2 separate regions of the Gossypium hirsutum genome follow, and region 2 is linked to region 1. Evidence: chromatin contacts called from public Hi-C data. All regions are on one chromosome and are shown on one strand. Each heading gives the region's core, a stretch centred on a gene start, on an enhancer-like site or on the middle of the called end of the contact. The rest is flanking DNA. Distances are from core to core; before and after follow the strand shown. Region 1 has its middle 21 kb from the start of LOC107902024. Region 2 holds the start of LOC107900433 (auxin-responsive protein SAUR50).

Region 1 (2,782 bases), core at 34-2,533:
ATCACTTCTTAAAAGCAATGCGAAACTAGCCCTTAGTGAAGTGAACGCCTCGAATGCACCCTCGGAAACACTCCTCAGCTTAACACTCATGAAGGCCCCACTTATTAATCGTAATCTCTGGCTCCAACTATTACGTCCCATCCTAGATGATTAAAAGTATGTCCAATCGTCACCCTACCTAGGCCTATAGTGGCATACCACTTGGTCATGTACCACTGACCCACTTGTAAAAGCTCGACACGTGGTGCCTTGGAACCAACTATCATGATCTCTATTAAATATATATAATCTACACATTTTATAAGATAAATTTGAATTGTGTTATTAACTATAAAAATAAAATGAATTATTACATTCAAAATTAAAAATATTTATAATTTAGAAATATCAAAACTATTTGAATTCGTCAGAGCCTACTTGACTTGAACTTATCTAAATCCTAAAATTTTTGAACCCAAAAAATTTAAACTCGAAAAAATTCAAATCTAAATTAATCTGAACCAAAAAATTCAAATCTAAATTAAAAAAAAAAAAGTCTTATAGGAATCTACCTAAACCCGCTGGTTTGACACATCTTGCTCAAATTTCATATATTAAATTAAATGAATAATTATCTTGAAAAAAATTAGGACTTGACTGATAGAGACGGATTATATAGGCGGAAGGACCTAAAGCTTAGGTCAATGATGCTTTCTTTTCTGCATTCCAACCCTTCTGTTTTTGTTTGATCTTCATTTAGGCATATTTGTTGCAAAGCGAACGAGAAACATGTCAAAAAATGGAAATCAATTCGTGGTCTCATGTTTAGAAGTTGTACATTTTGTGTAGAGAGAAATTTATTACTGATGCAACTAACATGTTTTACCTTCACTAAGGCACCTTGGTCAAAATCCATCAACTTTTTTAACAAATTCATACACTCAAAACTGCTTAATTATCATCATATGACATATGGTCACCCGAATATTTATTGAATGATTTATAGACTGTAATTTCCCATTTCTTCAGTATGAAGTGCCAAAAAAAATCTTAAAATTTACAATTAAAATATAATAATTTAAATTGGGCATGAAATTTTGGGCTTAGGCTATTTATTCATGCCTACGATGGACTTTTTCTCCTCACCTACCAACCAAAATAATGATTTTTACAAGAAAATTGTTTTTCACTCAAATACTTAGGATCCAGCATTCTTGGACAAAAGAGGCTTGTGACCACAACTCCCGATGTTGTATTTTTCTGTGAGACTCGTTTGATGGGCCGTCCTAGTACACAATCCAACATGATAGGTTGTTTTGTGGTGGATTGTGTTGGCAGGAATGACGGCTTGATTATGATGTAGAAGGGGGGATGTCTCTGGATTTACAATCATTTTCTGATAATCATATTAATATGCTGGTTCTGCAAAATGGACAAGTTAGATCAAGGCATACGGGCGTGATAAGCGGCTTAAGGAAGATTTATGTGCCGGAAAAATTGAGTTTAGAAAAATAATTTTTAGTTTCAGTCAAAAATGAAAATTTTAAAAATTGAATTGATTTGTAATATTTATAATAATAATTTTTTCTTAAAAACTATATGTTCTTTGAGCGAGGCAGATCCTACACATTCTCAACTTTCACCCGAACAACCTTCCCCGCTATTCTTGTATCACGAATTACTTCAAGCGTGGGTTTGAACAATCACGAACCAAACATAGAATCAGAAATGATTTATTACTTTAAGTAAGAAATCAATTCTCTCTTAATAGAAATCGGTAGAATTGTAATTCTTAAAAAATATAATTTATTCTTAAAAAATAAATTCTCACTACTTTCCTGTAAAATAACAATATTTGAAACTTCTGTTAAACTCTTATGTTAATAGTTCTACTAATGTCATCTATTTATTGAGAGAGATAGGAGAATCTTGGTTAAATTAATAAAATACAAATAATATTTATTTAATAGAAAATAATGTCTTATTCTAAGTAGAATAGGGTGAGTTGCACACCCTAGTAAATAATACTAGGGATGTTACCCCTCTTTTATGATGAGAGGATTTGGGCCTCTCTTGTATTGGATACAATTATATGTGCTGACTGAACTTTTAACCCAACACTTTATAATTTAATCCAACTCAATACATATTTTCTATTTTCCCAAATAAATATTATTTATTTAATTAATTTAATTAGATAAATTAACTTTCCAATTAATAACTTTCTCAACCTAATTCTAATTCCGTTAAAGTCATGACAACTTCATTGTAAAATAATCTATAAGGAAATATATTTAATTTCCATATTCAATAGATTCACAATGACTAATTAATTAAATAATAATTCAAAAACCATAAATTAATATCAAGTAATTTCTATACACAATGAGAAAACATATACATTTGTGAATGTGACACATTTCTCTAACTTCATTATTTCCATCCATTTATGTTCATTTGGTTCTACATGCAATTCGTTTTTAGTTTCAATGAGCTAGCAGAGAGGCCAATTGAACATATGTAATTAGGGTTCACATAATTTATAATTAAGTTCTAGCTTTTCGCCTATTAATTATAAACTTATTTAGTCACGAAGTCATTCCACTAAATAATTTATAATTAAGTTCTAACTTTTCGAAATGTCGAGATAGAGGATTAAATTGAATCATTCGCAAAATATGTAAGACCTTGTAATTGAATGTGATTTGGATAGAATTGAATATTATACCATTACTGAATTATTATTCACAGCTAAAAAACGAAAAAGGATCGTTGAAAGGGAAAGGAAAGGCGAAAGTCAACT
Region 2 (2,701 bases), core at 153-2,652, 34 kb before region 1:
GTTTGCAGTACATATGAGGTTGGTGGCCTGTTTTATGGGTTATGGCTTGAGAATAACAAGAAGAGAAGAGAGTGTAGAATGAGACATTAAATCTGAGCCTTAGGAAGATGGTGATGCGCAATTCAAGTGTAAACATTTTGCGTCTAAAACTAAAACTATTAAGTATTTGCACACATTGGAGTAGGACCACATGCAAACCCAGCCCTAATTTGCATTGCACATCCCAACCTGCAGCTTGTCATTTTTATTAAATGTAGCTGCAGCAGTTGCATCCACCAACCAAACCCCAGTTTCTCATCCTTTGCTTCACTTGGATAATTCATTGCCATTAGAAACATGCTCCTTTTGGGTTTTAAGCAAAACCTAAGGGTTTTTATGGCTTAATGCCTGATGAAGATATGACCAACTAAGTCATCACCGACCATGTAATAAACAATGCAACATCGGTCAAAACCTGCAAATCTAGCAGTAAATAACACATGGGTTTCTGCAATTTGAAAGCCGGATATTACTGCGACTCTCAACCAAGTGTTATTTTATTTTATTTTTTAATGTCTCTAAAACTAAGAATCAGCAATCACAAGTCCAAACAATCACAAAATTCCAAACCAACAAAACTGTTGTACTCTATAGTACACGTATTATCGGTCCGTGAGTTCAGGTAGAGAGAGACACACATAAGATGATACAATATAATTATGGGTAAAAATAAGTTTATATTTTGATCACTCAATTTTAAAATTTTATAAGATGATCACTAAATTATTTAAATTTTTTTATTTAAGTTATTAGAATTAAAATCGCTATCGTATTGCCTTATCTGTTCACACCGCTTTCACCAATTGAAAGCTTTCATTCTCTTTTTCTTCTATAGTTCAATTTATTTTCATGAAACAACTTTGAACATTACAAATTTGTGAACTAAAATTCAAACAACTTTCTTCTTCAATCTTTGACTTTGATCGTAATCAACTTAGATTTAATGTATGTTCTTTCACTCATTAATGTGTATTGATCCATTATACTGATTGCCGAATTGCTGCTTAAAGCTCGCTACCCAGACTTTTTAAAAAAAATTAATAGCCCAATGACTTAAATAAAAACTTTTGAATTGTTCAGTGATTATTTTATAACTTTTTGAAGTTGAGTGACTAAAACGTAAACTTACTAATAGTTTAGATACTTTGGGTGTAATTTACCCTATAATTAAACGGAATTAGAAAGATTACAAATCAGGGCGAAAAAGAAGAGGCTTGCAGACATTTTTTTTTATAATTTATTTATGTGTCTTATTTGTATTTTATAATCTAAATATATAGATAACACCCGTGGTACTTCCTTCTGTAGCTAGCTTTGCCCCCACAGTCGCACATGATCCCTCGGCCCCCCCCCCCCTCCTTTCTCTTCCACATGATCTCTCTTGTTAAATAAATACCGCTTTATCTCCTCCCCCCCTCTCAACCCTCCATTTCTCGCTTGCAGTGCCGCAGCAACAATGGCTATGAGAAAGTCGTCCAAACTGCCACAAACTGCTGTTCTGAAGCAAATTCTGAAGAGATGTTCAAGCTTAGGCAAGAAACATGGGTACGGCGAAGATGGACTCCCTCTTGACGTTCCCAAAGGTCATTTCGCCGTTTATGTTGGCGAAAACCGAAGCAGATACATTGTCCCTATCACCTTCTTGACTCACCCTGAATTCCAATGCTTGCTTCAACGAGCTGAAGAAGAGTTTGGTTTTAACCACGATATGGGCCTTACCATCCCTTGTGAAGAAGTCGTTTTTCGCTCTCTCACTTCTATGCTTCGATAAACATTGATTAATGTCGTCAAACGATGGGGCTTGGCTTGGAGAATGATGGCCAAAAAGAAGCTTTCTAGCTTCTCTTTTTTTAACGTCCTTCTCTTCACCCCTCTTATTAGGCTTTACTATTTTGAACCCATTAACTTGGGTTTTTTTTTGTGCGTGTTTAAGTAGTTAGTAGTGAATCTAACTTAGCCCAAGAATTATAAACTTTTTCTGGGTTTAGATGAATTTGTACAAATTAAGTTTGTTTCCTCACAGACAGATGGTGGATTAATCTTAACCCATGTGTGAGAGATGTTGAATGTTATGGAAAGCAAGAAGATATATAAATCAACCTATTTAACTTCACAACCTCCATCTCTCCTTTCTTTATTTCATCCCACAGTTTAGTTCCCATGCAAATTATGGGATTAGTATCAATAACAATGTCATTTGTACGATCTGAATCCTAGTCTAATCAAGTGAAGGACATACAAGGGAAAGAAAACATGAGAGTGTGAATGTGCTTCCACACTCGACAGCAACATGTGTTGTCAGAGAATGTGGGTACCTAAGCAAGTACGGATCACAAGGTTCGCTTTAGGACTGAAAAAAATAATTTTATATATATATATAAAAAAAAACAATTTGAACCTTGATCAAATAATAATATTGTGGATTTGATTTTAGAAAATCAAAATATTACATATCACAAATAATTTTTTTCAAATTAAATCAAAATAATCCCTACTTTTATTCTCTAATTTGTGAAAGTCTTTTAAGTTAATTAATAATTACTTAATCCTATATTAATTCATAAATTTGATAAATATTCATAGGAGATTACTCTTATTAAATAAATCTCAAAATCAGATACATGTAAGGCAAATACCACAATTATGTGATTTGAAAGAAGCT

What was found. A called contact is a pair of places that touch in the nucleus more often than the background predicts.
Region 2: a contact with region 1 is called in a Hi-C map of leaf, with 5 times the contacts expected there. The contact joins the promoter of LOC107900433 here to the enhancer-like site in region 1. A contact is called at or near these places in 15 of 34 Hi-C or Micro-C datasets (anther, callus, cotyledon and 3 more).

Annotation. Positions count from the first base shown.
Region 1 is chrD12:4,280,837-4,283,618 of Gossypium_hirsutum_v2.1, reverse strand. No RefSeq gene overlaps it. Among protein-coding and RNA genes, the nearest start is that of LOC107902024, 21 kb to the right of the region's middle. Within about 2 kb of position 1,283, at least 1 of the 9 cell types and tissues checked has an H3K27ac peak or open chromatin away from gene starts, as enhancers often do. A contact at or near this core is called in leaf, where this site is marked.
Region 2 is chrD12:4,315,288-4,317,988 of Gossypium_hirsutum_v2.1, reverse strand. LOC107900433 (auxin-responsive protein SAUR50) reads left to right here and starts at 1,402. Exons shown (of 1, transcript XM_016826031.2): 1 at 1,402-2,152. The coding sequence starts at 1,496. The coding sequence ends at 1,810.